Regions from separate parts of the Mus musculus genome. Here region 1 is linked to region 2. A link is a contact called in public HiChIP or PLAC-seq data. All regions are on one chromosome and are shown on one strand. Each heading gives the region's core, a stretch centred on a gene start, on an enhancer-like site or on the middle of the called end of the contact. The rest is flanking DNA. Distances are from core to core; before and after follow the strand shown. Region 1 overlaps Rarres1 (retinoic acid receptor responder (tazarotene induced) 1). Region 2 holds the start of Mfsd1 (major facilitator superfamily domain containing 1).

Region 1 (6,201 bases), core at 2,782-5,281, 92 kb before region 2:
GAACCAGGGGGCATGGACTCTGTGTCCGTATTAGGTCTGTACAGGACAGACAGGAGGAGACTGAAGTCTAAGACCTTAGAGGAACTGTTGGAGTAGTCCCACAGAAAGAGTGGCTGACTGAGTTTGAAGAGAACAGAATGGGTCCCAGATGTTTTCTGGAGGCCAACTTCATAGGAAGTGGCAAATTATTAAATGTTAAGAGATGGGGGTGGCAATGACCACATTTCTATAAACCCTAGAAGAGGAATACAAGTAAAGGCCCTTGTGGGGGAAGGGAGCATAGAGGTTTGGTATTGGATGTATGAATTCTGAGGTTAAGAAAAACTACAGAAGTAGACGATGGAACAGTTTGTTTCAGTTACAGAGTGTAGAACATGAGTCAGGAATGGTTGAGGCTGAGCAATGTGAAGAGAGTCTCCTTTTGGAGAGTGAACAGAGAGGAAGGAAAAGGACAATGTCTCCATGAAGCACAAGGACAACAGAGCACCATCTCGGGCAGGATTTCAGAGATGAGAAGGATACTGATGGTCAAAACCATAGGAGAAGCTGGAGAAACCAGAATCCAGGATGTAAGGGAAAAGACCCTGGGCTGGAGAGATGGCTTAACAGTTAAGAGATGGGCTGTTCTTCCAGAGGCCCCTGATTCCATTCCCAGCACCCACACTGCTAGCTTTACAGCCTTGTGTAACTCGAGTCCTCAGGGATCTGACGTCGCCTGGCCTCCATTGTGTTGTACCTGTGTGGTGAACAGATGTGCATGCAGGTAAAACACCCACACCCATAACAATAACAAGTTTTAAATAAAGATTCTTGGATGAGAGAGCTTGGAAAGATAAGAGTTGGTGGGGTGTAAAGTTGTGGGAAGAGAAGGCTGGATGTGGGGGAGTGGGGGTCAGGAAAAGAACTTGCCATACAAGCCAGAAAACCTGAGCTCAATTCTTGGACCACACACAGAGGTGGAAGGGGACAGCTGACTCCACAAAGCTGGGCTCCACATGCCTGCCTCCCACCACCACCACTCACAGAACTCAAAAATAAGTAAAAATGGAAAAAAAAATAATAATAATAATAATAACAACAATCAGAAAAAAAAAAAAATAAGTAAAAATTCAATAAAGCAAAAGTCTCCTGCTCAGTAGAGCAGACAGGGAAATTGTCTCACTGCAGATGTAAGAGGAACGCATGCTCTGCCAGTAGGCAGGCAAAGGCTCGAACATGGCTGTTTGGAAGAGACCATGAAGACATTAGAAGTAATGCATGCTCTGGGGGCCTGGCACTTGGTAAGTGCTTTTAGAAGAAACCCTGTTGAGAATAAAGTTGAAAGCCTTGGTTTCCTCCTCTGCCATCATCCACTGTCACACGATTGCCTTAAGGGCTTGGTCTCATCACGCTCTTCCATTAAGATCCAAGTGCCGCACACTCAGAACTGTGCACTGCCATACTCTGTCAACTCCTCAGGGTGACTCGACCCAGTTCATCCTGCCAGGACATGCTAGTCAACAGAGAGCCGTGAGCTGGAGGCAGCTACTGTAGAGACGCCTCAGACTTCTGCTGTCTAGCAGAATTACTGGTGTTTTAAGAATGCGCTTGTAGTTCCTCCTTGACATTGAACCATTAGGGTTCCAGGATGTGTTCTGCGGGACTGCAAAGCCTATACAGTGACAGGAACACCTCTGCCGTGGTTCACTCTCTCAGGGCTGTGGCAACCTTTGCCCTGTCTTTTCCAGTAACTGACACTTTCTTCATGTGGCCCACCAACACTTAACTCTATCTTACTGTGGCTTTAGATTTGTGATAGCCAAATGTGTTACCCTGGGAGACAAAAGAGTCACACTAAATGCTTTCAGCAGTGAGGATACATGACAGGGTGAGTGCTCAGAGCAAGACAGGGCAGGCTGGATAGATATGTGTAGCTCCTCAGGTCTTTTCTTTTGCTCATAGATTATGTTCATCTGTAAGGAGCTCGTGAATGGACCAGAGAAGGTGAAACCACCATAATAAAAGCAGAAGGGAAAACAGTGTGGAGCCCACATTAGGCTGTCCTGCTTATTAGCTGCACTATGAAGTTCAATGTCCTGCATTAACTACTGACTAGAAACTGCTGAGACTTGAACTCGTTACCCCAGGCTGTCTCCATAGCTGGATTCAATCGAAAACCAAACCTTTTGGGTTTTTTTTTCTAGAAATGATTATAAATTCAATTGATTAAAAACATCCACTGTTACTTGGTTTCAGCTACTGCATATATAAAAAAAAATCATTTTCCATTTAAAACTGGATAAGTAGATTAAAGGAGTAATAATGTTGAACAAAAGTATATTTCCAACAAATAATAGAAATACATTTCAGAAGTTCAAAGTAGGAATATAATGTGTGATTTGTTAAATCATAACATTATAACGAAAGTTCATGTCTTTTAAACAAAATAATTGTATTTTGTACCTCCTCTTGATAGTTTGTACCTTCTAAGAATCTAGGGCAACTGCCTCAATAAGGTTTCTCCTGCATGCAGTCAGTGACACAGGACTATGCCCTGAAAGGACATATGAGAAACCATGATGTCATTAATATACAGCTCACCTTAGAGCTCCATGAACCTCCAGCCAGGCCCCTGGTCCGTTCCGCCTTCACACAGACTTTGGTGTATCTGTCTAGTAAATCAACCCTTGATCCTAATTAGATAACTTCGCTTGCCTGAACACTCAGCATCAACCACGAAGCATCTGCTGAATTTAGAGTCAGAGCAGAACTCACATTTTGTTGTTGAGAAGTACCCTCCGCTATGACTGAATTATTTATGTATTTTTGCATGTGGGCACATGTGTATCTTTGCTTGTGTATATGTGTGTCCTGGTCCATGCATGGAGGCCAGAAGAAGGTGTTTGTGGGATATCTGGCTTCCTCCAGGGATGACCAAATCCAAACTCCGTTCCCCGTGCTTGTGCAGAAAATGTTCTTCGTCACTGAGCTATCTTTCCAGCCCCAGGATATGTATATATACAGGATATGTATATATATTACTTTTTATATTATATATATATATATTACTTTTTATAGTAGCCAAATTTTTGTAGACTGTAGTATGGCCCCTATGAGTATACAGGACTTGGTAAGTGAACAAGGTCTAAATGAATGGTTCTACTGAAAAGTACCCTAAAGCTAATAAGAATGTGGCAATTATTTCTAGAAAAAGTCCTACACAATGCCAGTGGTTAAGAGCCTGTACTTCTCTATCAGAAGAAAGACCCACATCAAACAGCCTACAACCACCTGTAACTCCAGCTCTGGGAATCTGCTGTCCTCTTCTGAACTCCATGGGTGTGTCCACTCACTTGTGCACATTCACACACATGCACTCACACACATGCACACACACACATATACACATGATTAAACATCCTTTTTAAAAGGGCAAATGAGCCCTATTTCCCAAACCAAAAGGGGAAATAAAGCCTTCCATATGACTATGGATTTCTAAATTGTCCTAAGTTCACCTATTCCAAGCAGCATAAATATCTTCAACAATATATTCTGAATTCTCGTAGTTCTTTGGCTCAAGATTTGGTCCTTGTTGTCAATGGGTGAGAATCATTTGAGACTCTTATGTTAGAAATGCCGGCAGCAGTCTTCATTGCTGATATTTAGTTAGTGTCAGTAAGTGGGGGCAGATGCAGTTAGGAATGGAGCCTGAAGTTCTCGGGCGTGGATGAGGATTTGAGGGGTGCCTGGGCAAACTAGCAGAGAGTGTAGGATAGAGAGGGGTGCCTAGCCAAACTAGCAGAGAGTGTGGGATAGAGAGGGGTGCCTGGGCAAACTAGCAGAGAGTGTGGGATAGAGAGGGGTGCCTGGGCAAACGAGCAGAGAGTGTGGGATAGAGAGTGCTGCAATGGTCAGAGGTCAAGCTCCTACCCAAGTGCAAATCCAGAGATGACTTTTGTGGCTTGGGAAATTGGATTTGCCAGTAAGTGCTGAATGTCTCCTGCTGCCCACATACTCTGTTGAGTGCCAAGATAAATGAACTGTGCTGCACTCCAGCTGAGTCACTGCAGAGGGCAGGGCACATCTCTTGGAGACGGCTCCACTGCCCATTAGCTGCTGACCTGAAGTGAGATAAATATGGCCCCTACGGCAGCAGCCCAGAATGGCCCAGACAGCCACTCAGCCAGCCCTGGGGAAGAGGGGCTGAGTACAGGCACAGGGTGTCTTGTCAGCTAAACCTCCCCAAGGCCAACAACAAAACGCTAGAAATGTCACCTCAGGTTCTAGACTTCCCTGAAATCTGCACTATAATCTATACACACTTTCTTTTTTCTTCAAAAACTTCTATTTCTTATTTGTAGAGTCAGCTCTTGGGTCCTCATTCTAGGATGCAAAATGGTCAGCTAACGCAACTCAGCTTTGGGTAGCATTAGTCTATTGTAGAGATGAACAGAACATGACACCCTTGAGCCTTGTTTAAATAATGAGACACATCACAATTCATAGCTGAAATTGAGCATCTGTCCAGATTTGCAAATGTAAATAATCGATCTTTTTAAGGTTCAGTGATTTTATACATACGTGTATACATGTATTTTCCTGACATAGGAAACCCAGTTACTGATCATACCAGGTATGCTGATGCTGTGCAGAGGAGTCTTCAATTGCTTCATCTGCTTGTAAAGCCGATAATCCTTCTCTTGTCTCTTCACTTTATCAAAGAGCCGTGCGCACGTTACATTAACGGCCGGTCTGGGTTTTTCATTCTTGAAAAACACCCTCGCAGAACATTTGCCCAAACGTTCACCTTCCTGAAAGAAAGGTTTGACGTTACCCAGGAAGGTCCCTTACCAACTGTGCTCACTGCAACTCACACAAACACACGGACGGAGAATCCAGTGAGATTGGCAGGCCATCACAACAGATGGAGCTTACTTTATAGAAGGTGGGTTTTCCTGCTCATGGCTTGTGATTAAGGTGAACTGTAAACTGGCTAGAACCCAGACACACCTGGGAGATGGGCCTATAGGCATGACTGTGTTAATCAGCCTACCTGCTGTGGGTGTCTGTGATCCTGGCCTGTATACGTGGGGAAAATGAGCTGAGCCACCCATATATTCACCTCTCCTGCTTTCTGGTTGAAGGTGCAGTGACTTCCCTGCTGTGGTGGACTATGAGACAAATCCTTTGTGTCTGTCTGCTTTTGTTAGTATTTTATCACAGCAACAGAAAGGCAACCGAGACACGACAAGGGAGACACGACAAGGTAGTCTTCCATCTTTGTTGTCCCTTTAGCATTATCTTTCTGATTGCCTCTGTACATAATAATGCCAGGCCTCTTGCAAAGAAATAGCATTGATGTCTGTTGAGCCCTTCTTGGCTCAAATGTCTAAGGGAAGGGCTGCCTCACTCTATCTGGAACCAACTCTTGGCTGATTCCTTGGGTCCTTGAATATTAAGCTTACTAACTTGAATTGGAAGACAGAGCTGGTTCCTATTAATGAAAACACCAGCATGTCCACGCATGAATTTGCTCCTTTCATTCCATATTTAAAGACCAAAATGCTAAGTTTAAAAAAGAACTCACTCTACATCTTAAGTTCTCAGTACTTGAATAGGTGGTCCCTGTCTGAGCTCAGCTACTAACCCCTGCTATAATAATTCTGTGTACCTATCCTGAGATCTAGTCCAAGTTAGATACCTCAATCATCCTCATCTTGTGGCTTCTGTGAGCACCCTCACTTATTTCAAATCCCAAAACATCATAGATTCTCCTAGACTTCAGTTTTCTGCTCTTGAATAGTAGTTATTCAATACGACTACTTGAATAAAGACCATTTTGGTCAATGGTCTTTAACTTGACCATTAAAGCCAAGGACTTAGCCCCAGAAAACTGCGCATGCTCATACCATCAACATTAGACTTAGAACAAGGAGTTCATAGTCACAAGCCACAGCCCAAGCCAAGCCATGGGCTCCTAGTCTGGCTGTCGTATCCAAATGTGGCTGGTGGAACAGCTGAAAGCAGCAACCTTCATTTCTTTTCTGTGGTTTAAATGGCACCCTGGTTAAGGCAAGATCCAGAAATAAACTCGAAGGGCCCACAGTGAAAGAAATTATAATCAAGTTGGATCTTCAAAGTAAGCCTGCTTCTAGAACTAGTTCGGAAAACTGAAATAAGCTTGCCATGTGCAACTTTTCTCTTACAGTGCCTGTTCTGGGC
Region 2 (5,612 bases), core at 1,750-4,249:
TCTTACCAGTTCACCTGTCCCCTACAGAGTGCACAGAGCTCCTTTGCCTCTAAAATGGAATTGCCTGTCTCTAGATTTTATTTTCCCAAATGCCTTCCACAGGCTCAACAGCCTACTCTGCTTGGAGACATTGCTTCCTCTGTACAGCCCTTCCTAGAGAGCACACATCACATGTAGAAAAGTTGGGGTCAGGTAGTCGGAGTCTCAGAGTTTATTAAGCACAACACTGGAGGTATATGTAGATGAGCATTCTCAGGCTGTACGCATCTGGGAGGAGAAAGCTGAACTTGCTGGTTTTTGCACACAGGAATCCACTAATCGCTTCTAGACATTTATACTTGGACCAGAGGAAGAAGGCTTTGCCAGTTCTGAGCCTGACCCACAAGGGAAGGCTTTGCAATTTACTATGGGCCTGCGGCCTTGGGCCTTGTCATGGATGTGCACTTGTCAACAACACACACTCATGGTGTCCCTCACTCAGGGCTTCGTCGGCTCCACACGTCTCCTGCCTAAGTCTTAATCACATTAAAAGCTAAATAGTTGGGATGACAGACATGTGATTCCATACTCAATTTAAGGGTGTTGAAATCTTATTTGAGAGTAAAGGCCTTCACATTATGAAAAAAATGATTTGGGATGAAAAACTATATGGAAATAAAGCACAGTCGGAGGAAATGTCAAGTCCTACACACACTGGTGATTCTACGTAAGCAACACGTAAAGGAATAAACCCTGGGAGCCCTGCTGAAGACATGGAGTCAAAAAGAGAAAGAGAATTTGTAGAAAACTGAAACACATCCATGGGAGAAAACACAGACCACACACTAATGGCAACAATTAAGGCCGATTCCTTTAACTGATGGGCTACCAAGCATGGGCTCATGCTTCAGTCTCTAGGTGCCAAAGCTCAGGTGTCATTTTAAAAGGCAAAACCCACAAAGATAAAAATTTACATCAAAGTTAGATAAGGGTCAGCATAACCTCAAAATTTTATTATATTATATATTAATACTTATCATTATCATCTCAGACATAACATGCCAATTATTTTTTGACTTACATCTTCAGTTATTTGAGTTTAAATTTGTATATACATTAATTAGTTTGGTGAATATGCAGACCACAGTCATGGTTGTGGAAATCTCAAATATGTAGCCAGGGTAGACATGACCCACTGGGAGGATAGATAGCTGAGAACTGTCTAAGCAAACACAGAATGAGGTCAGGTCCAGAGGGCATTACCCTGGGCATTTCATTAAGACACAAGTGACTATCATTCAAAAGAAGTCCAACCTCCTTCAACAAGAAGTACAAACTGTCTATACTATCATAGCCATTTTTACTTAGATTTCTAAAGGCAAAAACAAAACAAAATAAACAAACAAACGAAACAAACAAACAAACAAAACCCAAAAAGCCAAAAAGTGGATTAGAGATACTGGCAGCCAGCCTCTTACCTGTATTTTTGACTTAGCCATTAGACTTGTCTTAGTTAGGGTTTCTATTGCTTTAATGAAACACTATGACCAAAGCAAGTTAAGGAGGAAAGGATTAATTTGGCTTATACTTCCACATCATAGTCTCTCCCTGAAGGAAGTCAGGACAGGAACTCAAACAGAACCTTCTGCTGGAGGCAGGAGCTGATGTAGAGGCCATGGAACAGTGCTGCTTACTGGCTTGCTCCTCATGACTTGTTCAGCCTGCTTTCTCATAGAACCTCAGACTATCAACCCAAGGGTAGCTGGGCCCTCCCCAACAGTCATTAATTAAGAAAATGTCCTACAGCCTTGCCTACAGGTTCATTCCATGGAGGCATTTTCTCAACTGAGGCTCCCTCCTCTCAGATGACTTCAGCTTGTGTCAAGTTGACATAAAACTAGCCAGCACAAGACAGTAATCTATACTGTGGACAAAGCCAAGGAATGTAAACTGATGGTCTAGGCCCTTCATTGTAGTACAGCTGATGCTGAGTGAAAGATTAAGCCCAAGGTGGGGTATGACCACTGTGCTGGCAACTGCACAGTGTTAGTCAGGGGAATGCAAGGTAGACAGCAGGCTATGCATAAACATTCCAAACGGTATCTCTCTGACACAGTCCCTCTGCTTCCCCATCCCCCATATTTGGATCTCTTTGGAGGGCCCAAGCTAGGAGTCTAGAAAACACTCAAAAGTCCTCCTCCTTTTTCAAATCCCAGGTGCTATTGTTTAAGCAAGTCCTCATTTAGTCACTGGATCTCTCCTTGGTGCGATAGCTCCAGCTTTGAGCCTCTCACTTTCACTTCTGCGGCACGCTTTACAGCTATTTAGCACCTAGCCTTGCTACACTCAAAATTCTACTGCAAAGACTCGGCAAACCTAGAAATGTGGGGTAGAAGGCTGCGCTGCCAAATCAAACTTCTCAAAACAAACCTAGTGGTCTCTATACTCTGCTGGACATCTCTGAATGGCTCCTCATTTAGGATGTTCGTGTTTCTACTTTACTCGACTTTCCTCTTACTCCAAGATCAGTATAAACGTGTAATTATAAACGTATAAAACCCAGAGGAATTCAATAACTCTTTCAGCTGCAGTCACCATCCATCCACCCACATGATTAGTTTCTGTCCACCTAAGGAAATTCTCTCACCCATATTCAGAGGTGAGAGAATTTGTCCTCTTTTCTAGTACATAAGTGTCAGGTACATCATATGCTGTTCCGTCAGGTCAACTTAACAACTCTTCATGAAGAGTTGGCGAAGTGAGGGAGGGAGGACTGAGCTGGGTTCAGGTCAAGCCTTCCACCACGACTTCTGCACCACCACTTCCTACTGGTTTTAAATCAGATGTTAATGAGAACCCGGTCGCTCACTCCCACTCCCGACCGGATCTATACCCCATCGGCAGAACAGAAAGGCAGCACGGGAGCCCGGCCACCACGTGAGCAACCGTTCACGTGAGCACGGAGAGGCGTGGCCCGAGCAAGTCACGTGAACACACGTGATCACGTGAGTGCTGCCGCTGCCGCTGCCGCCCTGCCTTTGCTTCCTGCTCCGTTCCAGGCTGCAAGCTGATGGAGGACGAGGATGGGGAAGATCGGGCGCTGCTTGGGGGCCGCCGCGAGGCGGACAGCGCAGTCCATGGCGCCCCTCGCGCTCTGTCCGCGCTCTGCGACCCCAGCCGCCTGGCGCACCGGCTCGTGGTGCTGTCGCTCATGTGCTTCCTTGGCTTCGGTGAGCGGGGCTCGGCTGGGGCAGATGATAGAGGGATTCCAGGGTTCGCGCTGCTGCCTGGGCTCGGGAGCCCGCTTTTTCCAAGTGTCTGGAGCGAGGTGACGTTTGTTCCTCCAAGCCCCGGTGTTCAGCAGCTCCTCCCTGGGGACGCAGATGAGAAGGAAACTCAGATCTTTCTCCCGGAGAGCTGTGCTCCCGAGAGTTTCAGAACGTTGCTGGGGGAATTTCAGAGCGTGACTAAGTCCCTCTTCCTCCCTCCCCAGGCGACCCCTCCCATTCCCCAGTGCTTTCCTTTGTATTCTTTTAGAGCTCGGATCCGCTTTGGATAGTGTTCACTGCTAAGTACACCTTAGTAGGAGTCTTTTCTTACCTTTCCTCTGTGAGACAGCCTTGCAGGACCACACTTGTTAAGTTGGTTTCACTTATGAAATCTGATCTGGCGCAAAACACTTTCATTAGCTACTTTTAAAGACACCCTTCCCTCCCGTGTTACAGTTTTTAGTTTACATTGAAACTGTTCGGATTCGTAACAACTGGCTTGGCTTGAAAGAGTGTTTCAGGGGGATCAGATTCAGAAATACATGCACCTGGTTTATAAAAGATACTTTGGGCTTCGGTTTCTTTATTTTTGAGAAGATGGTACTCATTTGCTTTAAAACGTATTGAGCTGATAGTGGTGGCGCCCTTTAATCTCAGTACTGGAAGACAGGGACATGTCTGTGCGCTAGAGAGGCCAGCCAGGGCTACAAAGTGAGATCTTGTCTCAACCAACCAACCAACCAACCATGGTATTGAATTTCTTATAAGCAGTTAAATCCTGAAGGAGAAGTTTCTAGGTTTAGAATCAATAACCAGTAAGCATAGACAAAACACTTGAAGAAATTGTCCCTACTCAAGTTGACAGTTTATTTTTGGTAGGTAGATTGGGCTGAAAGTTTGGGTTTGAGAAACTAGAGCCGCCCTGTCGCTAGCTGCCTTCTCCACCTTTGGACCGCTAGCTTTGTGTATTTACAGAGTCAGCGGGGAAACAGGCAGTGTTACCTTGGGGCTTCTTCAAGCCTGTCAGCTTTCCCCGCTCCCAGGAGACATTGCCAGTTTTCATTTGATCCCTTAGACTGGCGCTTGTGTTGTTCTTGTTTCTAGCCCAGTTTTCACTCAGTTATTTGCTCCTGGGTATTTTTGTTTGTTTTTGTTTGTTTGTTTGCAGGATCAGGATCTATATCAAATACTGGTTTGGTTTGAATCTCTGAGTTACCTCTGCTTTCAAGAAAAGTGAGGACCCAGCTAACGTGCACCTGTAGAGGATGCTTGTAGACTTTTTTTAAGTAAGGGAAATGCAGCGATTTCATGAAGATGTTAATACAGTGATAAGCATGGGAAGAAAGACGGAAACGAAATGATTAAAAGCAGTTGATGTTGACCTCTTTATCAGGTTTCTGGTATATGCTGTGTATGCACACCACTACCTTGTGGAAGTTCTTTGGAATGGTAGATCAGGAAGTGGTGTAAAACAAACACACAAGCAAGAAAAAAAAATCTGTTGTCATAGTGTCAGCCATAGTAAACCTTAAACACCTCCGGGGAGTTACTAGTTAGGAGTTGTAACTTGAAACTCTTATATAGATATTATCATTCCGAGTGAAATATGTGTTCTTCCTTTTTCTAGGCAGCTATTTCTGCTATGACAACCCCGCTGCCCTTCAGACTCAGGTGAAACGGGTGAGTTGATTTTCTCCGTTCTTGTACTGCTTTGCTTTGGAGCACTCACTTACAGATGCTCAGATAGAATGAGCTCTCAGGTGCCCCATCTGAGATGTCCACTTTCTCTTCTAGTGTCTGTTATCACCACACCCACAGGCTGCAGAGATCAAATTTGTTTCTCTAAAGAACTCCTGAATAACATATACATGCCTCGAGATGGTTTTCTTCTTTAGGTAGATAATTATGGACTCTGCCCACAGTGTTACGGGAAATGCTAGTGTTGGTTGGAGCTTTGCACTCCTCTGAACCATTGAGTGAGTGGTGGGACAGCTTTGGCCTTCTTAGATAAACTTTGCTGTTATTTACTTTTATAAATGTGCATACTGGTTGCTGAGTATTGGCCCTATCTGCATTCTTAGTCTGGTTTTGAGTTGTAAAACTGTATTTGATATTTGTTGTTTTTTGGGCATTTAGACCATCATTATGTGCATTTTAAAAAGCCATTAGGCAGAGGAAAAATGCATGGGCTGTCCTTTGCATTCTAGGAGGGGTTAAAGAGGATAACATCTGTAAGACTAGGCAAGGACGATTCTTTTCTGTTTGGGAGGAGTCCATAATGGAGGTGGAAATGAAGAAGGAGGAACGTAGGAGACAGAAAAGGGCTGAGTTGGCCCCCATGCCAGTGACAGGTCCTAGAATCCA

What was found. HiChIP or PLAC-seq counts read pairs in DNA pulled down with a chosen protein or histone mark.
Region 1: a contact with region 2 is called in an HNF4G HiChIP or PLAC-seq map of pancreatic cancer cells. The contact joins the enhancer-like site here to the promoter of Mfsd1 in region 2. A contact is called at or near these places in 13 of 39 promoter capture datasets (the 3T3-L1 cell line, 3T3-L1-derived adipocytes, the C10 cell line and 7 more), 1 of 15 datasets of contacts at CTCF or cohesin (the NIH/3T3 cell line), 5 of 484 Hi-C or Micro-C datasets (B cells, the G1E-ER4 cell line, embryonic stem cells and 1 more) and 5 of 115 datasets of contacts at active chromatin or transcription factors (bone marrow-derived macrophages, embryonic stem cells, forebrain and 1 more).

Annotation. Positions count from the first base shown.
Region 1 is chr3:67,486,315-67,492,515 of GRCm38.p6, forward strand. It overlaps Rarres1 (retinoic acid receptor responder (tazarotene induced) 1), which reads right to left. Exons shown (of 6, transcript NM_001164763.1): 3 at 4,610-4,790. Among named protein-coding and RNA genes, the nearest start is that of Lxn, 26 kb to the left of the region's middle. Within about 2 kb of position 4,032, at least 31 of the 459 cell types and tissues checked have an H3K27ac peak or open chromatin away from gene starts, as enhancers often do. A contact at or near this core is called in pancreatic cancer cells, where this site is marked.
Region 2 is chr3:67,579,769-67,585,380 of GRCm38.p6, forward strand. It overlaps Mfsd1 (major facilitator superfamily domain containing 1), which reads left to right and starts at 3,000. Exons shown (of 16, transcript NM_025813.3): 1 at 3,000-3,209; 2 at 4,876-4,928. The coding sequence starts at 3,050.